7 separate regions of the Mus musculus genome follow, and regions 1, 2, 3, 4, 6 and 7 are each linked to region 5. Evidence: chromatin contacts called from public HiChIP or PLAC-seq and promoter capture Hi-C data. All regions are on one chromosome and are shown on one strand. Each heading gives the region's core, a stretch centred on a gene start, on an enhancer-like site or on the middle of the called end of the contact. The rest is flanking DNA. Distances are from core to core; before and after follow the strand shown.

Region 1 (3,716 bases), core at 1,101-3,600, 1.2 Mb before region 5:
ACCAAATGCTGAGAAGTGAAAAAGCCTGCCTGTCAGTGTGAAGACAAGGTTTGCAGTCTGGAGCTACCTTGACTGAGTACATCATAAGATAAAAAGGAGGAGGAAGAGGAGGAGGAGGAGGAGGCAGAGAGAGAGAGAGAGAGAGAGAGAGAGCCTTCCTTTCCTGATGACTACCCAGCAGTGAGAGGCACCGGGTCATCAGAAGGAGCCATCCTGAATAGAAGTCACGAATATTCAAAGGTTCCTAATGCCAGGTGCAAGCCTTCCTCACAGAAATCCCTTCAAGGAATGATGCTTCAACACCAGAAATGAATCTTCTGCACTGCCACCTAAGAACACGACCATGTTCCACATGCATCTCCACTTCCCATGCCTTCTTGCCGTACCGGCTCCCTCAGTCCTGACCTCCAACCACTCTTCATGACACCTACTTGGCATCTCTCAAGCCCTTCACTAGCACCACCACTGTTTAGGGGTCCTTGCGGTTCCATCTGACACGACGAAGCCAAGGGTTTCAACCACTAGGAAACATGTGACACTGCTAAGCCTCCTGTGCCCTTCCCCCCCTCTTGCCTTCACTACATTGGACAGTAATAAGTGCTTTCTCCTGCGTTGACAGCTCTTATCTTGCTGCTCTAAGAAAAATGAACAGTGTTTTCCCATCTCCTGATTACTCCAGCAAGAATATTCTGGAACATAAACTCTAAGAGGGCTTGTATTTGTCTCAGTTCATAGCTAGCTCCTTCATTTCTTCTCTCACACACAAAGGATAAGAGGCCTCCAGTTCAGTGGCTGCATCCTTCTCACACCTCGGTCCTGCGCATTATAATATGCCTTCAAATGTCCACACGTCTCCACTCTCCCTCAACTACTCACACCGGAAGCATAGCTCTCTTTCACAGCCGCAAGCCTTTGTAGAGACCATTATCACAGTTTGGAAAAGCCCTTCACTGCTTCTGCTGGGAAATCCCTACTGTCTGCTCATTTCTTCAGAAACCAGACCAAATTCCAACTTCTCTAGGAAACCTTCCTTAAGTAGACTAAGCTAGTTATTCTCACTTTTACACTCCAGGGGCATTAATATTTACTTCTATCAAAGCAGAAAGTAATCTGATGTATGATTTTAACTCTACACGTCTGTCTCCACATAGCAAATACAGTTTCAACATAGACCTTAATTGCATTACTCATTACAAAGTCCCTGCCACCTGGAAGCAGAGTACTCAATGTGCATACTACAGTGAAGAAGTGAATGACAAACCTTCAACAGCAAATCACCAACGGATGTTGAATGGGCTGCTGAACAAAGAGGAACTGCCTTTATTCATCGTGTGATAACTGCACTTCTCAAGGACACAAACATTGGACTTTAAATGCCACTTACATTTAACTCTGTCAAAAGCCAAGTTTTCAAACTCCGTCAACGATATGTTTTCAGTAGGCGGCTGCAGGTAAAACTGAAGGCTGTGAGGGTAACTAGCATTTCTCTGGTCACCCGCCAATCGCAGCTTCTTCCGGATCCTTCCTGAGAACTGCATCTTGACCACCTTTTGAAAGCAGTGAAATAAATTATATAAATATATATTTATATTATATATTATATAAATTATATATATATGTTATATAGTATATATTGCAATATATAGTGCTTAGGTGGCAACGCAATATATATGTTAAAATGACGGAAAAAGGCTGAGTCAATAGAGTAAATATTTATGGAAACACAAAATATTGGATGCACAGACTTTTTTAAAGGGATTATTCCTAGACCCTGCTGTGTTGTCTAGATTTTCTATACACATCTGTAATAACAGGGGCGAATGTGGGAAGGGCTCAAACTGGGGTATATGTAGACGGTGGCCCTTGTAAGCCAAAGAGTGATCACTAAGTGTTGCTGCCTGCCACCCTCAGGCATGTGCGAACCCAAGACAAGATGAGGTTTGAGGGGAGGGGGGTGTTAAATTCCTGAAATCAAGGTAAAGCAAAGTAGATTCTACCTAGATGAGAGGCTTACTTCTCGTACTTCTAACTCTGGAATCCAGCCTTTCCAGAATAGTCAAAAGTGCCTTAACTTCCCTTCCGGCCCCAGCGCCTTCCCGGGCCGCCCTCCCCGCCATCCCACCCGGAGCCTCCCTCCGACCCGACACCACCTGTCACTCGGTCCCACCAGGTCAGCTCACAAGCTTCCAACTCCACGGCTTCTCTCCGTCCCAAATAAAGCCGCAGTAGATTGTTTAACCAGCCAGCAGCCAGGCTGAAAGAAACACCCGCGCTGACAGCCGCTCTCTCCCAGTGGCGGGAGAGTTCATTTGGAACGGGAAGCGGAAGTGATGCGCAGAGGTCCCACCCCCTGGCGCCCCGCCCACCGCGGTGTGGCGCGGTAGCGACTGAAGGTAGTGCGCGTCTGGAGCGTTTTGCACGCCGACCGACTTTTTGATGCTGGTTTTGTTTTTTGTTTTGTTGACGGATGTGAGTTCTTTTGAGACCATGTCTCGCACCGAAGCCCAGGCTAACTTGGAATTGGTGGCGATCCTCCTGCCTCAACCTCCCACAAGTGCTGGGCTTAGGCTGAGCCGCAACACCCGCCCTAAGATATCTTGAATGCAAGTGATGGAGATTTTGTTGGGTTTTTTGTTTTTGTTTTCCAGAACCCCAGGTGCCCTCTCTGCGCGGAGACGCCTTTGGGCTTGGGGCTGCAGTGCAAACGGCAAACATTCCCGCGCTGCAGCCAGAGTCAGGGTAACTGAGGCTCCGGAAGCTTGCGGGCGCTTTACCGGGGGTGGCCTCCCCTCTGTCATTCCAGGAGGTGGGAAGGAGCCGCCGTGTCCGCTTTGCCCACGACACAAGGACTGTCCCTCCTCGTTGTTAGCAACGCTGCCTTCATCTTCCGGACGAGAAAAGAGCTGTAAGAATGACGTCGGTTTGCTCGTCCCCGCGCGATGCTCGCCAGGGAACACGCGAGCGAGCATAGACTTCGGGGAGCGGAGGAACCTGCAGGACTTAGCAAAAAGCGCTCCGGGACCACAGCGAGGCCAGCTAGGTGGCGTCCTAAGAGCCTGGACGGCCGCTGCGGTCTACAGTGTGTTCGAGGCGGCGTGTCCCCCTACAAAAGCCACCCACAAGCTCTGGGATGGGGCTGGGAGTGGTCGGGTTTAGAAATGCATAGTATATCCTAGTACTTTGAAGCCTCAAAGTACCCACCTAAGATAGACTAAATCGGCGGCTGTCCCTTGAAACGGAACCTGTTTATCTGTCAATTTTTATTCTCAAGCCACACAAAACAGACTCTAGTTAATTAGCCCCAATTTACACATAAAAGAACGGTGACTTCCAAAGGATTCCTGACAGGGGACTCCATTCTGCCAACCTCACTGGCCTGATTTCTTTCGTATGACAGTAGGGTACTCACTTCTCCTCTGTGGCCTATATACAATTATCATCACCAAATCCATAGACACTCCTAAAATATATTAACTGCCTTGTGTGTGTGTGTGGGGGGGGGGGGGGGCTGAAGCACAGAAGGAGAGATACCGTGATTAGAATGAGGACACCATGGAAATTTAAGTGAAATCACAAAGAATAAAAAGAAAACAAAACTAAATATCTGAATATATAAAAACATAAAGCTGGGCGTGGTGGCGCACGCCTATAATCCCACCACTTGAGAGGCTGAGGCAGGCGGATTTCTGTGTTCAAGACCAGCCTGGTCTACTGAG
Region 2 (3,539 bases), core at 601-3,100, 1.1 Mb after region 5:
AATAAAGGCTGCATAATAAGGAATACAGTGAGCTTTCATAAACTACACTAAGAAGAGAAATAGGCTTGGGACAGATTTGTGATCAAGGAAAAACATTCATTCTAGGTCAGGTTCAAGGATGAGGCCACAGGTGTGCACTATGATAAAGCAAGGCCATGTGAAACTATTGCTTTGAACTTACAATGAGCTTATAGAATGAAACACTGCTTTGAACTTCTTATGAATATCCTCTGTAACTCCCCTTTTGTGTAACATTTTATCTATGAGGCAATTTTATAAAGAACTTTATCTAAGAAGGCATGAAAGGGCTGAAAGAAAAAAATTAAGTGCAGTTGCTAGAGCCGTGTTCCATCCACCAAATGTATTATATGTCTGTCTATATGTATGTAGGTATATGAGTATGTATATACATGTGCACTTGTGAAATTGATAAACAGGTGGTCAGGCCCAACCAGAGTGTGTGTGTGTGTGTGTGTGTGTGTGTGTGTGTGTGTCTGGGTCTGTGTCTGTTCATCTCTCTGTGTCTGTGTGTGTGTGTCTGTATGTGTGTCTGTCTGTGTGTGTGTATCTGTGTATGTGTCTATGTGTCTGTGTATAAGTCCATGTGCCTGTATGTCTGTGTGTATGTCTATGTGTCTGTGCATCTGTGTGTGCATGAAAGAGTGAGTGTGTGTGTGTATGTGTGTGTGTCTGTCCTTGACTTTCTCCCTTTTCTTTTCTCTCTGGCTCACAAAGAGTTAACGAACTCCAAGCCTCTAGCCAGGCCAGTTCGAAGCCTTTGAAGCAAAGAGAAAAGAACCCAGGTAACTAAGCTTTTTTCCTGACTCCCCTGCTGCTGTCAGCAGGGGTTACATTGCCAGAAGCCAGCAACTTTTGGCCCTGCTGATCACTGACCTCTTTCCCTGCCTTCCTCGGGAAACTGGATGACAGGCTAGCCTTGGCACGTATGGGACCATCTCTGCCTCTTCCTTGTCATAAAGTAGCTTGTTCTTCCTTCACAAAGACTCCCACCAGCATGTGCTGCTCTGCTACAGGCCCAAAAGCAACAGGTCAACTCCTGTCTGGGTTACTTTTCTGTTGTTCTGAGAAAACACATGACCAAAGCCACTTATGGAAGGATGGGGTTATTTGGGTCTACTGTTCCAGAGTCAGAAGAGTCGTCACCATCATCGTGGGGAAGTGTGTCAGCAGTCAGGCAGAGCAGCAGAAAAGCTGAGAGCTCACACCTCAAACTGCAAGCAGGAAACAGGAGACTGACGGAGAATGGCCGGGACTCTGAAATCTCAAAGCCTGCTTGCCCCTAGGCTCCAGCAAGGCCATGCCCACTAAGCCACCCCAAACACTGCTGCTTACTGGGGACCAAACATTCAAACATCAAAGACTATGGGAGACACCTTAATTCAAATCACAACCACTTACTTCTAAAGCTGTGAGGCCCATGACTTACTCACAGTAAGGGAAAGCGGGCTGCCACAACATTGCATCAAGGTGGGAGATGCGAGGCTTTTTCAGTGAGCTGAGCTTCAAGGAGCTCAACAGCTGCTAGAGCCACAACAAACCAGTGGCTTTGGGGTCCTTTTCTTGTGAATTCAGAGAATGAAATTTGTAGACTTCAAAGGATGAGTTTCAGAGAGTGTTGTTATATTCAAAAGTGAGAGAGGCAGATGTCTCAGAACTCCTGTACAACGGAAAGGATTGTAAGAAATAGGATACCACTTAGCTGCTAGTCAGAGAGGGGTCTTCTTAAAGGAGTATGACAAAGACTGGGGTGAGCTACGGAGGGTAGAAGGCAAGTGAGCTGATCAGTCTACTTTGTCAAACCCGGTGTCCAGCTTCCTCTTCAGTCTCATCGTGTGGCCTCAAGTGGAGCCTCGGGCCTCCTTTAATAAGAGACAGCGAGGGAACACAGCTGGGAACTCTCTTCTGGGCTCCAGCAAGCACTTCCTCAAACCTGCTGCCTGGGGTCCCTGCCCCCACTCAGCCACTTTCTCCTTCCCATTCTCCCCAAATGGACTACATCAAAATTTACAGCTCTAAGCCTGAGCAATGGCCCAGTGGGTAAAGTACTTGACACACAGATACACACAGAGGATTCAAGTTTGAGCCCCAGCAGTCTCCAAAAACAAAACCTAAAGTACCGCTCTCAGCACAGGTATGGTGGTGCCTGCCTGTCATCCCAGAGCTGCAGAGATGAAGACAGGTTAACAGGCTCCTGGAGCTCTGAGCCAGTCCACCCAAAGTGACAGGCTCCAGGTTCAGTGAGATGCTCTGTCTCAAGTAAATAAATAGAGTAGAGACCAGATATCCACCTTTGGCCTTTGGCCTCCACAGACATGCATATGAATTCATACCTACTACTACTACTACTACTACTACTACTACTACTACTACTACTACTACTACACGTACACACAACACTCTATAAGCATCCCTGCTAAGACAAGGAAAGACAAACTAGCCTAAGAGAAAGCCAAACACTTATCTGATAATGACTTCTTTCTAGCATATACAGAGAACCATTCTTGGTGCATAATTTATAAAATGTGTGGAACTTTATAAAATTTATGTATTTGTAAATAATCTATCAAAGTTTGTGTTTAGCTGGGTGTGGTGCGCCTTTAGTGTCAGCATTCTGGAGCCAGAGGCAGGCAGATCTCTAGGATTTTGAGGCCAGCCTGGTCTACATAGCTAGTTCTGAGTCACCCATAATGAGACCTTGTCAAAACAAAACACCTTTGAATATAAAAACAGATCCTAAATTTCAGTGATGGAAATAGCAATCCATTTAGAAATGGCACAGAGAGCATAAAGAATCATTTCACGGAGAGGGTACCCAGGTGCCAAGTAAACTCATAAAAGAGAGTCAGCATCACCAAACTGAGGGCCATGGTAATGCCAGGCACCAACTCTCTTTTCTCCCATGGCTGTTAAGCAAATGAATGACGCAGCCGGCAAACCACTAATGAGTTCCGAGTGTTTAACACACACTCCTAAGGCTTCTTGGCAGGAAGTGCTGAGCTGCCTACCCAGGAGGGAAATGGGCCAGAACCTCAGCAGATGTGCAAGACGCTGGGGGATTAGAAATAGATGTGGACCCCACACAGGAAGTGGACGACAGAAGATGTAGGAGAAGCCGAGCCTCCTCCACTGTGGAGTGAGCAGGGAGACACGTGAACCCAGGTCTCTGCTGACCCTTAGATGTCCCACAATGCACCGCACCTCCCTCCCTTCTTGGAAAACAGCTTAATGCTCCCAAAGTGCATATCCAACAACAGCACCAGGAACAAACAGCGGCCAGTCACTGACAGGCCGTAATAACTAACTTCCTGGAATTCTAATTCTGCGTTCTTTCAGTCAATAGCATTCAACAAGTGCCGTGGGCCCTTCTCATCTGGTATTTTAATCTCTTAGCTTTCTTTTCTTCCCTTTCCTTTCCTTTTCTCCCTTTTCCTCCCTTTTTAAAATTCTTTTCTTTTTTTTTCTAATTTGCTTGCCCGGTTTTGTTTCAATTTGGGCAGTCGTTCTTGTTTTGTTGAGAT
Region 3 (3,239 bases), core at 137-2,636, 1.0 Mb before region 5:
GGAGGGGGCCCAGATCTTACAGCTTCCACTCAACGCTGGAGAACACCTGCTCCCCAAAGGAACAAATGTAGAAAAACAGCAGTGTTTCAGGTGACACAGGCCTCCCCATTGTGACCAACAATTTTCTGTGATGTAACAAGATGACCTCAGACGTTAGGGAAGTCCTCAGCGATTAGAGGATACATCATGCTAAGATGCAATGTTCTTTGCAGGCCTTACTTCCAACCTCCTGGCATTAACTAGTCCTGTGTGTCTTCTTTCTTGGACAGAAGTTAAGCCCTGGGCAGTACCAGGAAGCACAAAACAATTCGGATGCCTACTCCAATTGTTCAGGTAGCCCCAAGCACTGAGGTATCCCTTAGGGTGAAAGTCCCCAGCATCAGTGTGCGACAGCTATTCGCCATTCATGACTATCTGTTGAGTCTGTTGAGTGATGACTGCCTGTCTGGTGGGGCTTAATCATACAATGGCTTACCACACTTCACTCCAGCAAACCGCGATTGTCTGTCTCTACTTACACTAACAAACTGAATGTCATCTTCGTTTTCATCCGTGGTAGACTCTGATGCCTCGGGCCCAGCTGGTGGGACAGATTCTATTATCTATAAACAAAAGCCAAAACACGCTTATCGATTCAGCCACAAGATCGCAGGAAGAAATTCTCCCCAAAAGGATCGATTAAAGACAAAAGCCCCTGAGGGGAAGCAGCAGGACCAAGCGGAAATCCAGCCCAGGGAACTGCATGGAGGAGGCCGGGCGTGCTAAGCCGTCTTGGAGCTGCAGAGACCTAGCTTCCCAGGCGAGCTGCCACAATTCCCCTCCCCGCCTCTTACAGGGGCAGGGATGCAGGCTCTAAACCCCCGGGGTCGGGGATGCAGGCTTCAAGTACAAGGCCAGCCTGCCTCCAAGCCCTTCTCACCCTCGGGGCTGCGGCTGCTTCGGCTAGGGCGGCCAGGGGCTGGGGGCGGCCGGACCGCCATTGTTGAGGACTCCACGCAGACGTGCACCAGGCCCGGAGGCCCCGCACTCGCCCGAGGCCGCCGCCCGGCTGAGCCCAAAGCTGAGAAGACAAACCAAACCTTTCGGGGTCGGGCTCGGCGGAGCCAAGGCCCGGGCCGCCACCACTCACCTCCGGCCCTGGGTCTCCCATTTCTCCCACGGCCTGTCAGCACCACGCTCCCGCCGCCGCCGCTGCTGTTCCCGACGCCGCCGCCACGACTTCCCTCTCGCCCGGCGCCGCGCGACCCGCCCTGCGTGAGCGCCCACGCAGCTGACGCCTCAGGCCGCGGGGACGCCAAGCTGCCGGACCCCAAGCGCGGCCTCACTGCCGCTAGCTTCCAGCGCCGCTTTGTACGCTCCCCGCCTTCCTCCCGCCCCGCGAGGGATTCTGGGAGTCGTAGTTTCCGCCGGTCTCGAGGCTGACGACCGCGTGGCGGGGAAAGGTGGCGAGGATCCGGAGCTCGGCGCTCATCTGCATCTCCGGAAGATGGCAGGAGGAGGTGGTGAGGGTCTTGATGTAGTTTTGAGTCCACGCCAATTCTCGTTCCGCTGCCGCCTTTCACTTAGAGACACTGACAGGAAAAGAGCCCCACTGGCAACAAGCAAGGCAGATGAAAACATGGAAGACTTTTTCCTCCCAATTACATCTTGGCAAAGCAAGGGCAAGAGCTTATATATGGCATTCCTGAGAGGTCATTAATTCTCGCAGAAGTCTCACAAAGGGGCTTCCTTGTTGTCCACAGGTTCCTGTAAACTAAAAGTAGCATTACTGATAAGGTTCCAGAGGGCTGCCCCTAGCCTTTCCTGTTTCTCCCTTGTTCTTTTCAGGCTAGGTTGAGTTGATAGGTTAATTACTTGGAGAGTGGAACACAGAGGTGTGGGCAAAACAGTCCTAGTAATGTCAGTTAACCCTTTCAGACCTTTAGTGATCATACTGCTATGAAAGCAATGCTCAGTGGTCTTTGTTTCGGGCCAGAAGGAAGGATGGATCGATAGATGGATGGATAGGTTTAAGTGAAGTCCAAGACCTGAAGCACTTGAGCTACTCAATCTCTCTCATGTTTTCTATCTCCCGGTGCTAGTAAATATTCAGTCTCACTCAAGGACCAGAGAGAGGAGCAAGGAGTAAAACTAGAGTACAGAGTTCAGCGGGAAAGTAAAAGCAGCTAAATCCCAGGGGTATAATGTAATTTTTCAAGATACACTTGGACTCTTATAAAATAAAACCGAGCCGGGCCGGTGGTGGCGCACGCCTTTAATCCCAGCACTTGGGAGGCAGAGGCAGTCGGATTTCTGAGTTCAAGGCCAGCCTGGTCTACAGAGAGAGTTCCAAGACAGCCAGGAATACACAGAGAAACCCTGTCTCAAAAAAAAAAAAAAACAAAAAAACAAAAAGAAACCCTGTACCAAAAAACAAACAAAAAAGGTTAAATAGATATTTCCTTTGTCAGTTGCCGCTAGCTACCCTTCTGTGAATGTAAAATGGTTCAGACCTTACTGACAGGGTTGGAGCCTGTGTAGGGTTTAGGGGAGGAGATACTTTTTATATAAGCAAAATTGAAAATTGGACCTGTGATAGAGCTCTCTCTCTCTCTCTCTCTCTCTCTCTCTCTCTCTCTCTTCCCCTCCTCCTCTCCTTTTCCCTCTCCCCCTCCCTTCTCTTCCCCCTTGTCTGGGGTCAGAGATTGGGCTTGCAGGAACAACAGAGAAGCAGCTGGCAGGACACAGGTAAAACAGTATTCTAGGAAAGAAGCTAAGGAGCCCTCTTGGGTTTGGAGGAGCTAAAGAAAAAGGTAGACTGGCTTGGAAGAATGACACAGAGAGATTTCTGAAAAGCCAGCAGTTTCATTGTAGAATCGTAGAATCGGGCTTGCAAATAGATGTTTTGTATATGGTTCAGAAAATAAAATTACCTCACTGAGTGAGCTAGAAGGGTTTTTTTTTATACCTCCTGTGTCTTTATTGGTATAAAGATGAGATAATTTAAATGGTTACACTGTGCGGAACACCATGACAGTGGATGAGGAATTCTGTAAGACCCTAGTGTTGGCAGAAACATCACTTGCAGGAAAGACAAATCCATACCCAGAATAAAGATCTACTCCAGCAAAGACAAAGTGTTCTCCTTTCCATGGAGGAAGTGAAGTGGTCCAATAGAGTCCAGCTGCTGAAAGATCCTGACAGAATGTAAAAGGTCACAGAAGCCCTGAAATTGGCAAGATAGATGTCACTGTTAGCAG
Region 4 (3,208 bases), core at 349-2,848, 1.3 Mb after region 5:
GGCAGACTGCGACATTTCAAAAGACCTACACCATTCCTGGTATCTCTCTCCATCTCCCACTTATAGTAAAGATGTGAGCGCTCAGCTGTTTCTGCTGCCGTGGTTTTTTTGCCCTGCCATCAAGGCCTCTAACTCTCTGAAACCATAGGCGCAGTTAAAGGCTTTATCAATGGCCTTGGGCATAGTGTTTTCTCACAGAAATAGGAATGAAAAGTAACTGAGACAATTTCCTTCATCAAACCGTCAACAAAATAAACTTTAGATACTGCTGAACCTGCACTTTCTACTCTGCGGGAAGATAATAATTATACATAATATACTTTATAATATAACACAGTCTTACAGCCATACATATCATGGCTCCCAGTTTAGGGTCTTTATGTGATTCCTGAGTGTGCAAATAAATGAGTGGGTTTCTGATTCTTGTGCCTTTTCTTTTCCTCCTGTTTGTTTTGTTCAATTCTGAATGTGTTAGCTTTTGTTTTATCTTTTTATTCTGTATTCTATTATTATCCCTTAGATGCTATTTTCTACTGAGAGACAGAAAGCAGGTGAATCCAATGTGAGGAGGGGAAGGAACGGGAAACTGGAATCGGGATATATTATGTGAGGGGGAAAATTATTTTCAATAAAAGGAAAAAAATAAAGAAAAGAAACAGCTGAGAGAAAACATGAACAAAAGCAGTCATATGCTCAGAGGTCATGAGATGAGAGCCAGCAGGTGGGTCAAAGACCTGGCAGTGCAAACTGTCACTCTGCATGAGACAGCTGCTAAAGATAAAGGACAGAGGATTCCAGCACAGACTGAAAACAAAAAATACTAAAATGGAAGCAAATATGTTAATTAAAATGAAGGACAAACAGAAGACTAAACTAACTAGACAGGAAACACAAAGAACAAAGGACAAAAGACTAAAATAATAAACTACTAAGATTGAGCAGGGTGGGGGGGCGAGCTGAGTGAAGGTGGTTAGCTGCAGGAAGCTCTACAGGAAGGAAGAGATAGAATGGGGAACGGCTGGTGAAGGGCACAAAACTACAAAGGAAAGTGAGTAGAGGGAACACATCCCCAGGTCAGCAGAGGCCAAGAGGCTAAATAGAAGCATGGTGTCCAGGCTAGACAGCAGGCTCAGTAGAGTCTACAGAGTGGCAAGTGGGCTGCCTCCTGCCTGCCACAGTCAGGGAGCAGGGCAGCAGTCTGCTATCAGGAGTGACATGCTCCTGACGCACGGGGCTCTGGTTATAGCCTTGGCTTTGTAGTGACTCCTTGATACACCTGAAGATGGATTCTTTTAATGGATGCTACATATCACAATAAACAACAACATATTTTAAGAAAGACTTTAAACAAGCTGGGTATTGTGGCTCATGCCTTTAATCTCAGCACTACGGAGGCAGAGGCTGGTGGATCTCTAGACCAGCCCTGTCTACAAAGAGAGTTCCAGGCCAGCCAAGGCTACTAAGTGCTACCTGGTCTCAAAACAGCAGCTGCAGCAGCAGATTGACAGTAGATATCTAAAACACTTAAAGCTACAACTGGGGCTGAGGAGAAGGGTGAGGGTAGGAGCCCTGGCTGCTCTAACACCTGTCTGTCACTCCAGCTCAGGGTGATTGAGACTCCCTCTCCTGGTCTCTGGGAGCACTGCACATACAGTGCATAGACCTACATGCAGGCAAAACACCCATGCACATAAAGACAAATAAACAGAACACAAACCCAAACGAAACAAACCTGTAATTTTACTTCTGAAAATGCTTGTTATTGGAAAAGTTATTCAGCAAGCCTTCCTGAAAGTTCTGACATGGAGGGCAGTCAGGGCTAGAAAATTTTACTACTTTTTAGTGTAAATTCTGAGCTTTTTGACAGTCTCAGAGCCTTTGGGATCAGACAAGTCTCTCTCTCTCTCTCACACACACACACACACACACACTCACTCACACTCACACTCACATACTTTCCATGAAGAAATAGTTCAGTTCTGAGAAAGCACACAAACACTACTTCATTTTCAGACACAAATGGCATACTTGTATGTGTAATGTCAACGGTCACTTACTTGATCAAGATTTGAAAGACTGTTGGGATCCTGGCTCAGACCTTGGTACTGTCCCCTGAGTCTGTCTCCAGCAGCTATTTTCCTAAACTTCTTCAGATCCACGACATACAGCGCACTGAGTGGAGAGGAGACACTTGTTACAGACAAACCATCAATTGATGTCAACAATGAACCCAACTGAATGGTGGGAGAGGTCATGGATGGAACAGGCCAGTGTCCCAGAGAGAGAGTGGAAGATGCCGCAGAGGGCGCATGCACATGGCCAAGAGGATCACACACCTGCAGGCTATGGCCTGCTCTGACGGCTCACTTTGGCCAGCTTTTTATTTTGTTGTCTTACAAGGAAACTAATTTCTGAGGCAAGATTTCTATCTAGGGGCTGGAGAGATGGCTTGGTGGTTAAGAGCACTGACTGCTCTTCCAGAGAACCTGAGTTCAATTCCCAGCAGCCACATGGTGGCTCACAACCATCTGTAATGGGATCTGATGCCCTCTTCTGGTGTGTCTGAAGAGAGCAACAGTATATTCACACACATAAAATAAATATAAGAAAGACAAAAAGAAATCTGGCTAACTCAAAAGATCCAGTGATAAAGATCACTGAAACTGATAAATGATAACAATTTGCCACCACTATCCTGACGACATCTTAAGATAACAGGAGAGGAGCAGGCAGGGTTCCAATTCTCTGCAGCCAAGAAACACGGAATAAAACTGAAGTCACCGCAGCCATCATTCATCTCTGTGTGTGCTCATTTTAACAAGGAGTTACTTAGGGCCCTGAGGATTGTCGCAGAGGTTAGGAGCCCTGGCTACCCTTCTAGAGGATCAGAGTTTGGTTCCCTTCATGCACACAGTGGCTCACCATCTTCTGTAACTCCAGTTTCAGGGACTCTGACATCTTCTGGCCTTCATGCAGGCAAAATACTCATACACATAAAATAAGTCAATCTTTTCTTTTTTTAAAAAAGATGTATTTTTTGTTTTTTTTTTTGTAAATGTGTATGGGTGTTTTACCTGCATCTATGTCTGTATATCACATGCAAACAGTGCCTACACAGGCCAAAAGGTGCCCTGGACCTGGGCTTATAGGCAGGTGTGAGCACCCATGTGGGTGTGGGTGTTGGTGCTATGGAAAAGTAGCCAGTGGT
Region 5 (3,290 bases), core at 257-2,756:
AGCCAGGCATCACTACTGAGACACTAACACATTCATGCTTCGAAACTGTTCTCAGCTGGGCCATAAAAATTAACCGTCTATAAGACAAGCTAGGAAGACAACTCCCTTAAACCATAGGACCTTCGAAAATTATTTTTAACATGCATTTTTTTTCTTCTTCTTCTCATCTCTGTCTAACATTAAAATGGACAGAAAGGCAGGTGTAGAGCTAGCCCAAACCAATCTGAGACTGGAGAAAAGTCCAGTAACAGCAGCCAGCGGTTTCCTCCTCCTTCCTGGGTTCCAGGCACTGGCCTTATACAGACGGTCACTTCCACCCTTAGGGGCAGGAGGTCAGGAGAAGGGCAATTCTATCAACCGCTTCTCAACACCTCCTAGGTGAATGCAGAGACAAGCAACTCAAAACCCTGAAGCCCCCGCCTACTAGACCTTAACTTTCATTTGGTTCTGGTTACAATTAATTTTAACACCCGTAAAGCTTTTCTCACATGTCAAAACATTCCAAAAATGCTGCACGAGTAAACTACAGACACTACCGAAAAAAAAAAAATGAGCCAGCTTTATACAAAGACTAAAGAAAGCAAGCCCTTCAACGATTTCCACCACAGTAGCTTCGGCATTAGGAAAGGTGGCCTAGATTTCTCAAATCTTGGCTGTCAAAGGGAAAACCACTCATTAGCCTTTGACCTACCGAAGTTTTAAAGGCCGTCCTAATTACTTGCACCAGAACTACTCTAATTTAAAATCTTGTCATACTACAGAAAATCATCTCATCTTACACAAGGCGAAGTGGAGAGTTTAAGGCATAGGAACTGCCCAAACCTTTTTTTCTTTTTTTAAATTTTTTTTAAATGTAAGGTGTGTATGCGCACATGTGAACCTTTTCACTAGCAAACCTCCTTGCACGCAGAACACTCCAAGATGTTTACGTGAGTGCTTAAAACAATCAGCTCAGACAATGCAGGAGATACCACGAGAGAGAACACCCAGCCGAGGACGCGCTGGCAGGTCGTCCTTCTCTTTTTTCAGATGAACCTGGGCCACGGCCCGGAACGTCCTTCCTTTGCTAAGGTACCCTCCGAAGCCCACGTTTTCCAGCGAGAGGGGGATCGCCGGGTCTGCGGCGGCCCCGCGACCTTCCCGCCCCGCCCCCCGGCCCGCCGCGGACAAAGCGGCGCCCCTGCTCCCCGCGCGGCCCGACCAGGCGCTGCACAAAGCGCCGCACTTCCGGCCCGCGCCCGCCCGCCCGCCCCGAGCTGCCGCCCCCATGCTTCCCGTACTCACGGTGGCCTGAGCCTCCGGGACCGGCGCGCGCCGGCCCGAGCCGGCACGGCGTGGGGCTCGGCGACGGGCAGTGCCCAGACGACGCTCGGTTGCGGCCGACCGCTAGGCCCGCGCTGCCTCCCGCCCGCCCGCCAGCCTCGCCGCGGCCCCCGCTCCCGCCGACGCTGCGCAGACACCGCAGCCCACGACCTCACTTCCGCCCGCCGCGCGCCAGCCGGGGGCGCGCCGGGCACGTGACGCAGCTGCGCGCGCGCGCCCCGAGAGGCTTGCGCGAGATGCCCGGATGCTAGGACGCGCGCCTAGACTGCGAGCCTCCGCTCAAGCTCCGGCTAAAACCGGGCTGCAAACATCCTTGTAGAAAGTAGTTATGGCCCGTTGTAAGCATTTCCCCTGTTTTGTCCTTGTTTGGTTTTGGACCAGGATGGCCTTGAATTTACAGCTCTTCCTGCATCTACCTCTAGAGTACTGGCCTTAAAGCGACAGCCACCGAGCACAGTCCTAAGATTTTATTTTTAATATGCGTGTAAGTGTGTAGCTGTGTGTGGGGTTGTTCACAAGAGTGCTGGCATGTGATCCTCTCTAGCTGGAGTTACAGGGGATTTCTAGCTTTCCTACGTGCGGTGGTGATGGAAACTTCTCTGAGCCATCTCTGGGATTCCCCACCCCCCTTTAAAAAGATGTATTCGTTTTGTGTGTGAGTGTTTCGCCTGCAAGAATGTGTGTTCACTGCCAAGTACCTGCTTAACGCCTACAGAGGTCAGAAGAGGGAGTTACAGATGTTTATGAACCATTCTGTGAATTGAACCCAGGTGCTCTATAAGAGCAAGCAGCAAACATAGCCTTTAACCCCAACATTTGGGACGCAGAGGCAGGGGGATCTCTAAGTTAGAGGCCAACTTGGTCTAAGGATTGATATCAGCCAAGGCTATGCAGAAAAATTCTGTCTAGAGAAGAAAAATAATCACTGAGGCATCTCTCCACCCTCTTTTCTTTTTGATCTTTCAGTTCCAAGGCCACCAAAAAGATTTTTACCCCGGTAAGCTTGCATCTGTCACAGAGCTAAGAAATAACAAGCACTTAGAGCAAGCCCCAAACCACACTGGCTTCACAAAACAGAAAAGTCAACATCAAGTATGCATGCTAGGAAATGTTTGGGAATAGAGAATAGTAAAAAAGGGGCAGTTAAGCTTCCTATCAGATATGAAAGCATATTTAAAGGCTGCAGCCGATAAGCTCACTAGTGCACAAATAATGAACCAATGGAATGTAATGGGAAATCCAGAAGTATACTAAAACAATTGGGAGAAGTTGACATCTAATAAAATATTTCATATCACTAGGTGCTATTATTTGGATCTTAAAGGTTCAAAAAAAAAATCTACATGTTGATGTCTTGGCTGCTAGCCTGAGAGCTGACACTGTGTATGCTACACAGACTCAGAGATTTGCCTGCCTCTGCCCTTAAGTGCTGGGATTAAGGACATGTGCCACCATGCCTGGCTTTTCCCACCATTTTTTTTCCACAGCAAACATGACTAGCTGAGGATGAAGAAGGATCACTAAATTATTGGTACTGGGGCCACCACAAACGTATAGACTGTATCTGTAACTCATGCACCAGAATAGATTCCAACTTTTAAAAAAGGCATACATTTTTAAGTGTGGAAACAAAAAAGAAGAGAACATGGGGAAGTTCATTTCTAAATATGGAGTAAAGAACTTCTCTTGTCAAAAGCCACCAACAATGCCTATGAGGAACACTGATTGGAGGGGCAAGGAAGTGGGATTAGCAGGTTAAAAAGCTTTGCACTGAAGCCTGGGGGTCCTCAGAGCCCACTAGTGAAAGAGAACAGTCTCCATTAAAATTTTGAAAATGTTTTGGAGAAATCACCTTAAGGAAAATTAAAAGGCACTTGATTAAGAATGAAACACCACAAAAGGTTAATCTCTTTAGTATTCTGAGACCTTCCAGAGGCCAATAAGAACCAGTTATAGCCGAGAACATA
Region 6 (3,339 bases), core at 807-3,306, 1.0 Mb after region 5:
TGTGCACACATACACATTTTATAAAACTATACCATGAACCTCTGGGGAAGCTCATAGGTCACATCATCCTGCCGTGTCCAACTCCATGACAAACCATGGTCACCTTCCACATCAGCCCGCAGCTCTGTTTTCAGGGCCCAGGGCCTGGCTCGGCCACCATTCTAGGCTCTCGTTCTGTGGGATGAGACGATCTCCCTCTTGGAGCCCCAGCTGCCTTTGCCCTGTCCTCCTGTAGCTGCCATGACTTTGCTTTTGGGTAACGTACACTGTCTCGACCACAGAGCCCTGCAGCCACGGTGTTAAACACCAAATGTGCCTGAATCTAATGAGGTTCCTCCTTCAAGCTGGGCCACAAAATCTCACTCTGTGCCTATCTCGCTGCAATCACCCTAGGTCGCCCCACATCGTCATTTTGCTCATAACAGCATAATTAGAAGTGTCAAATATTTTACAGTGCTCACAGTGCATTTGATGTAAGAGTATCCCAATCTTACATCCTGGTATCCGCACAGTGAAACCATCACTGAGGCATGTCTTCTCTTAACAAACTGTGCAGGCTCCAGCAACCACCATAATCTTTCTAAAAATGTCTTTTCCTTGGTACTTCGTTGCCTGATAATAGATAATCAACTCTAGGATATACAGAGAATAACTGAGTGAAGTGTTTAAGATCATATACAGGCTTAAAATTTTACTAAAACCTAACCCAAAACACCCATATTTAGACCCAAAGCCCCAAGATGAGTCAGCACTTCAGGTGTCAAGTGAAACCCTATTTTCCCAGTTTCTGACTCTACAAAGGCAAAAGTGGTTACTATTCTACTTATATCTGAGGTCCTTCACTGTAAGCAGGGCAGCAGTAACAAGGCCAGAGTGTGGTGGGAACCAGGAAATGTCATTCATGCATGCACGTAGTTGGAACCAGGAAATGTCATTCATGCATGCACGTATTGGTCGCTTTTCAAATTGCTATTTCAAAATCCTTGACAAAAATGAAAAGATTTAAAAAAGGACAAATTCATCTGGTCACGGTTTAAACGCACAGTGCAGCGTGCCTGGGAGAGCAGGGTAGCAGGGCTAGAGGCAGCCCGTCACACTGGACACAGAGCCAGCAGGCAAGCAGAGGGATGCTGGCGTGTCACTCACTTCCTATTTTTTATTCAGTCCGGGACTCTAGCTTATGGCATGGCACCACTCACCTTGAAGGCAAGTCTTCCCAACTCAACCCAATCTACAGGGTCCCTTATAGACGTGCCCAGAGGTCTGTTTCCATGGTGATCCTAATTACCACCAAGTTGGCAATCAAGATTGAGTATCACAAGGTGCCTGCCTCCTTTGGGTGTTCTTTAAGTAGCGATGGATGATGTCTCCCAAGTCCACAGCAAGCTAAACATCTAGGCAGAAACAGGTTCTAGTATACCTCTGTTACCCTCTCCTAGCAGAATAGCCACCATGGAGCCAATACACTACCAAGCATCTCAAAAGTGAACTATATCCCTACTGTAGCTGGGAAAACATCAAAAGTCAGCATTCAAATAACATTTTCTTCCGACCACGTATCACTTGTGATCTGCCATACAGTCAAACCATCATACACTGGAGATGTCTGGACCGAAAGGTCAACGTTCCCCTTCCATTCTGCATCTTGAAGGGGGACGTGCTTATTATTCCATTCTAGAAGAAGCCAAGCTGTCTCGGGATATTGAATCTGAGATTCTGAGACCAGACATGGCACAGTGAAGCCCTGAGCTATTTTTAAAACTACCCTCTTGACTAACTGTGTACAGTACTAGAGTTTGGATCTTATCTATCCCCTAAAGGCTTGATCTTGGCTTGATCACCACAATGGCACTAGTGGGGATTTTAAAAGTGAAAGCAAAAGGGGGAGTTGTGTGTGTTGTGTATTGCAGAAATCAGACCTTCAGGAAAACAAATCGAACCCAGAGAGCTGGAGAGCTCATTTTTAAATTATGCCAGCAGGTTCAGCTGGCAGACCGTCTGAGCTAAAGCTCTGAGGAGTTGGGCCCTGATCCAACAGTTTTTCACTATATTTATAGACTGTACGGCATCACTTTTTTTTTTCCTTTTTCTGTCATTGGTGGGCTTAGCGTATGTGATTAAGGATCACGATTGAGCATATTTACTGAAGGAAAACTGACATGGCTGGAACAATTACTTTGCAACTGTTCGTCTAAGGGCGCGCAGGGTAGCGGGTGAGGGGACTGCTAGCTGATACAGGAAGTAAGCAAGTTTACAGAAGCAAAGTGCCACACATGAGACGTAGCTGCAAGTGCAGCAGAGATTTTTAACTCATTCTGAGCCCCCTCATCCATGGTCGGTCACGATACGTCCTTTAAAGGCTAGCTCCTCCTCTTCCTGTGATACCCTAGCCCCTCCTCTTCCTGTGGAATTCTAGCCCTCCCCCTTCCTGTGTCTTTTTTTTTAGGGGTGCTGTGGAAAACAGAGAACAACCTTAGGCCTCATTCCCCTGAACCACCTTAGTTCTGGGGATGTCTTACTGAGACCTGGAACTTGCCCCGTTCACCTGGGTCAGCTGGCCAGTGAACCCCAGGGATTCGCCTGTCTTCTTTTCCCCAGCACAGGGATTACAGATGTGTCCCACCGTGCCTGATGTTTTTGTTGTTGTTTGTTTTTTTTTGTTTTTAAAGAGGGTCCTGGGAATTGAACTCAAAGCACAGATCAGCCACGCTTGCAAGGCAAGCCCATTGAGCCACCTCCCCTGCCCTTCCTGTCTCTTTTGAATGCTAGTCACAAGGAGAGCAGCTTTGTTCGGCTCCACACTCTCCACTGTGCTGTGCTGACTCAATGATTAGAGAGTAGAGCCTGCAAAATTCAGAGGGAAACTGACTGAAGCTTTTCTTTGCCACGGTGATGGAGAGATGGCAACACACCCACCTACTCACTCACAGTCCCCGGATCTAAGGTTGTAAAACAATAGAAATCGTGACCTAACACATCTAGACACCCCAAAGAAAGGAACAGGGAAAAAGAAGAGTTAACAAGTCTGGGTACAGAAAACCGGTTTAAACCGGGGTCCTATCTGTACAGTGACAGCACTTAGTGGCCCTGCCCATTTATGGACCAGCCTGACTCCATCTTAAAACTAGAGGGTCAAAGTAAGGTCATTCCTGTTTTCGTAAAATTTGGGGTTGACCTATTTTCTGGAATTTGACACGTTCCACACCCTATACCCTGACCTCCACCCCAATAAGATAATATGTTCTGCCAAGTATTTTGAAGCGTTCAGCCAAGTTCCTACATAACCAAAATTCCTCTGGACCCCCCCCCACACACACACACACAACCCTTGAAAAGCCC
Region 7 (3,288 bases), core at 323-2,822, 1.1 Mb after region 5:
TTGCCAGATAAACACTATACCCAGCCATTGTCCCAGTCCAGTACCTCCTTTAAATTTGACTGTCCCAAGTATTTGTCACACCAAGGAGAGCCTAACACCCCACCAGCTGTGGAATTACCCAGTAGACCTTATTATTGATGGTCCTGCAGAGACATGAATGAGTGGTTGAGTAGATATCACAACGAATGCTCTTTGTGGCTTCCTAATGTGGTAGTTCCTGACTGACGTAGTGCCAGCCTCAAGGCGATCTTAGCCACCAGGACACTGGCCCTGGGGCCTCTCACAGGGGCTGCAAGAGTCTCAGGATGAGTCTTCCGGAGGCAAAGCAGTGACCCAATCTGGTCTCTTTGTCTAGCTCCAGGTCCAGCATGGACACCCTGGCTGATCAGTGAGCTACACCACCCCTTCTGTCTCTGAGGGCTTTTCAATATACACCTGGGCTGGCCCTAAGTCTGCCTCTGCTCACCTCTGCAACCTCTTTACTCTGTGGATCCAGGCACATCAGGTTCTCACTAACTCCCTGCCCGGAGCCCCTTGGCCAGGTGCTGTGCATGGTATTCCTGTGCCTTGATGATTCTTCAAGGCCATTCCTGTTCTGGGAATCCCGTGCTACCTCTCCTGAGCCCTCTCACCTTCAGACTCCCCTTAGTTCCCCCCATGTGCTTCACCAATCAACACACAGCCCCCTGGGCAGTGACTGCTTGTTAACAATGTCCCACACAGATAATGTCTACAAATGGCTAAGCTGGTGCATCTTGCCATCCTCTGTCTCCAGAAAGTCACCATCGTGGCCTCCAGAAAGTATCTGGGGACAGACCCAATCCCTCTTTGCACATCCCCAGCAAAGTGTTTGCTTTCTGTTAGAGAGTGCTACAGATCCATTTCCCTGACAGTGATGGGAATGGGTATTGTCAGCCTCAGGAGAACACATTATGAAGGACTCCAGGCCAGCTTTCAAAGGAGGAAATCAATATGTTCTTCCCGGCAGTGTTTGCTCCCCTCACCTGACCTCTCCGCTCAGCCCAGCTGCTCTCAAAGCCTACATGCTGGCCTCTTCTGCTCCTTCCTTCCCAGAAGGGGCGGGGCCTTTCTTGGAACATCACTGTAGCCTCAGACAAACCATCTTTTCTTCCCAGGGAGACACCAGAGCAGGTAGCCCATGGAGTTCAGAGACAGAGAACTCAGATGCCCTTCCCCAAGTGTCTGTGTTTAGAAGCCTCTCAGGACCCTGTCCAGAGTGTCCAACCCACGGCCCATGGGCTGCACACAGCCCAACATAGCTGTGAAGGGAGCCCCAACCAATATTATAAACCTACTTAAAATAGTATGGTGTGGGGGTTGCAAGATAGCTCAGAGAGCAAAGATACTTGCTGCAAGCCCAACACCCTGAGCTGAAGAACTAAGAGCTAGTCAGATCCCTGATGGCAGACAGAAAGCAAAAGCGCCACAAATAGATGCATGAAAAATGCTATTCTTCTGGCTTCCTCCCCATCCTGATTAAGGTCTAGCAGGCTTTCATTCCTGCCTGCAGCTCTCCAGCCACCACCACCACCCCCTCCCCCACTTCCAGCTGATGGGTCCAGTCTAGCCAGATACAGCTCAAGGCCAGACCTAGATGTGTTTACCCAAAGCTGTGGACTTATCAGCTTCCCTTTCTTTGTCTACACCAGAGATTCTCAACCTGTGTGTCTTCACCCCTACAGGGGTCACATATCAGACGTCCTGCACGTCAAACATTTACATCATGATTTATATAACAGTAGCAAAATAACACTTATGAAGTGGGGATGAAATAATTTCATGGTTGGGGATCACCACACTGCAAGGAACTGTGCCAAAGGGTCACAGCATCAGGAAAGTTGAGAACCATTGGAAACTGGCCAATCCTAAATTAGGAACAGGGGGCCCATCCCAGCCATCCAAGAGAGAAAGGACTTGGCTCTTCTGTGTGTGAGTTTTTTCACCTTTAGTAAGAGTTACCTGCTGCTGCACACTGTGACAGATTTTTCCCACCGTTTATCCCTTTAATAGGCAGAGAAAACAGGCTAGAACAAATTTCCTTGATGGTAAGAGAATTGGATCCCCAGAACCCACATCGTGAAAGTGCGGACTGATCCCCACAAGTTTTTCTCTGATACAAATGCACACACACACACACACACACATTCACACATACACACATACACATGCTCACATACATGCTCACACACATATATCCTCACACATACATGTACATATATGCACAAACATATATATATGTATATATATATATATATATATATATATACACTAAATAAATGTAAAAACAAATTTAAATATTATCATGTGGCTGGGGCGGTAGATGGCTCAGAAATATTTGCCATTCAGCCATGAGAAGCTGACTTTAACCTCCAGCACCCAGGTAAAACGCTAACTGTTAAGAGAGCATGTGCTTAGAATCCAGGCTCAGGACAAGAATGAGCAAGTGGTACTGGGGGCTCAGCCAGCCTGGCTGAGTCAGATAGCTTCAGATTCAGTGAGAGAACACGTTACCAAAATATAAGGCAGAGAGTGAGAAAGACACCTGACTTTAATTTCTACATGTGCACACACTAAAACATACACACACCATAACTCAACTGTGCAATTGTTGAACAAGAACTTTGTAGATGATGATATCATGTCAATGTCAAAAGCTGGGCACACCTGATATTCTCCTTTGCTTCCTACCACTGTGGTAAAACACAGACCAAGAGCAACTCAGAAAATGCTGATGGGTTACACTCCATTACGGAAGGAAGCCCAGGCAGGAACCAGGAGGCCCAAACAGAAGAGACCACGGACGAACACTGCTTACTGGCTTGTTTGGGGGTTCATATTCACCTACCATTCTTATATTGCTCAGGCCCACTGCCCAGGGTGGCATTGCCCACAGTGAGGTGGGTCATCCTACATTATCAATTAAGAAAATCCTCCCAGCCATGACCACAGGCCAATCCAACGGAGGCAACTCTTCAGTTGAGACTCCCTGTTCTCAAATGCATCAGGTTGACCACCCACTCTATGGAACAAGCTTGAGTCGCACCATAAGTACGCCACACTGCTTGAAGGGACACCAAGAGACCACTTCTGGCATCTGCCCTCAGATCCTCCACTTAACAAAAAGTCTCGAAATGAAGCTGTCCCCGGGGACATTCTCCTCCTTGACGGTACCATCTGCATGCTCAGGGATTTATCCTGCCAGAGCTCCTGCAGCAACATAGACCCAGAGCCACACACGGCTGCCGGAGCTGACTGCCCAGCTGTCAC

What was found. Promoter capture Hi-C pulls out the DNA fragments that hold promoters and counts their contacts. HiChIP or PLAC-seq counts read pairs in DNA pulled down with a chosen protein or histone mark.
Region 1: a promoter capture Hi-C map of pre-B cells shows a contact between it and region 5, with 4 times the contacts expected there. The contact joins the promoter of 1700001G17Rik here to the promoter of Fam168b in region 5. A contact is called at or near these places in 1 of 39 promoter capture datasets (pre-B cells), 1 of 484 Hi-C or Micro-C datasets (CD4 T cells) and 1 of 9 other capture datasets (adipose tissue).
Region 2: a promoter capture Hi-C map of the 3T3-L1 cell line shows a contact between it and region 5, with 7 times the contacts expected there. The contact joins the enhancer-like site here to the promoter of Fam168b in region 5. A contact is called at or near these places in 3 of 39 promoter capture datasets (the 3T3-L1 cell line, cranial neural crest and embryonic stem cells) and 4 of 115 datasets of contacts at active chromatin or transcription factors (astrocytes, embryonic fibroblasts, embryonic stem cells and 1 more).
Region 3: an H3K27ac HiChIP or PLAC-seq map of regulatory T cell precursor shows a contact between it and region 5, with 7 times the contacts expected there. The contact joins the promoter of Zfp451 here to the promoter of Fam168b in region 5. A contact is called at or near these places in 2 of 39 promoter capture datasets (the C10 cell line and cranial neural crest), 2 of 115 datasets of contacts at active chromatin or transcription factors (regulatory T cell precursor and thymic regulatory T cells) and 1 of 9 other capture datasets (liver).
Region 4: an H3K27ac HiChIP or PLAC-seq map of T-cell acute lymphoblastic leukemia shows a contact between it and region 5, with 7 times the contacts expected there. The contact joins the enhancer-like site here to the promoter of Fam168b in region 5. A contact is called at or near these places in 9 of 39 promoter capture datasets (the 3T3-L1 cell line, cranial neural crest, embryonic stem cells and 5 more), 10 of 115 datasets of contacts at active chromatin or transcription factors (T-cell acute lymphoblastic leukemia, astrocytes, differentiating embryonic stem cells and 7 more) and 2 of 9 other capture datasets (embryonic stem cells and macrophages).
Region 6: a contact with region 5 is called in a promoter capture Hi-C map of embryonic stem cells, with 4 times the contacts expected there. The contact joins the enhancer-like site here to the promoter of Fam168b in region 5. A contact is called at or near these places in 4 of 39 promoter capture datasets (the 3T3-L1 cell line, embryonic stem cells and hippocampal neurons).
Region 7: a promoter capture Hi-C map of liver shows a contact between it and region 5, with 3 times the contacts expected there. The contact joins the enhancer-like site here to the promoter of Fam168b in region 5. A contact is called at or near these places in 3 of 39 promoter capture datasets (cranial neural crest, hippocampal neurons and liver) and 2 of 115 datasets of contacts at active chromatin or transcription factors (embryonic stem cells and neural tube).

The regions. Positions count from the first base shown.
Region 1 is chr1:33,667,474-33,671,189 of GRCm38.p6, forward strand. It overlaps 1700001G17Rik (RIKEN cDNA 1700001G17 gene), which reads left to right and starts at 2,351. Exons shown (of 1, transcript NR_033199.2): 1 at 2,351-3,239. It overlaps Prim2 (DNA primase, p58 subunit), which reads right to left and starts at 2,321. Exons shown (of 14, transcript NM_008922.2): 1 at 2,151-2,321; 2 at 1,385-1,547. The coding sequence starts at 1,538.
Region 2 is chr1:35,970,486-35,974,024 of GRCm38.p6, forward strand. No RefSeq gene overlaps it. Among named protein-coding and RNA genes, the nearest start is that of Gm39622, 12 kb to the left of the region's middle. Within about 2 kb of position 1,851, at least 45 of the 459 cell types and tissues checked have an H3K27ac peak or open chromatin away from gene starts, as enhancers often do. A contact at or near this core is called in embryonic fibroblasts, where this site is marked.
Region 3 is chr1:33,813,209-33,816,447 of GRCm38.p6, forward strand. Zfp451 (zinc finger protein 451) reads right to left here and starts at 1,387. Exons shown (of 15, transcript NM_133817.3): 1 at 1,130-1,387; 2 at 519-602. The coding sequence starts at 1,150.
Region 4 is chr1:36,147,988-36,151,195 of GRCm38.p6, forward strand. Uggt1 (UDP-glucose glycoprotein glucosyltransferase 1) reads right to left here. Exons shown (of 41, transcript NM_198899.2): 38 at 2,058-2,172. Among named protein-coding and RNA genes, the nearest start is that of Mir6897, 5.3 kb to the left of the region's middle. Within about 2 kb of position 1,599, at least 36 of the 459 cell types and tissues checked have an H3K27ac peak or open chromatin away from gene starts, as enhancers often do. A contact at or near this core is called in T-cell acute lymphoblastic leukemia, pre-B cells and pro-B cells, where this site is marked.
Region 5 is chr1:34,841,544-34,844,833 of GRCm38.p6, forward strand. Fam168b (family with sequence similarity 168, member B) reads right to left here and starts at 1,507. Exons shown (of 7, transcript NM_174997.2): 1 at 1,285-1,507.
Region 6 is chr1:35,848,010-35,851,348 of GRCm38.p6, forward strand. No RefSeq gene overlaps it. Among named protein-coding and RNA genes, the nearest start is that of 1110002O04Rik, 20 kb to the right of the region's middle. Within about 2 kb of position 2,057, at least 39 of the 459 cell types and tissues checked have an H3K27ac peak or open chromatin away from gene starts, as enhancers often do. A contact at or near this core is called in embryonic stem cells, where this site is marked.
Region 7 is chr1:35,925,344-35,928,631 of GRCm38.p6, forward strand. No RefSeq gene overlaps it. Among named protein-coding and RNA genes, the nearest start is that of Gm33176, 15 kb to the right of the region's middle. Within about 2 kb of position 1,573, at least 35 of the 459 cell types and tissues checked have an H3K27ac peak or open chromatin away from gene starts, as enhancers often do. A contact at or near this core is called in liver, where this site is marked.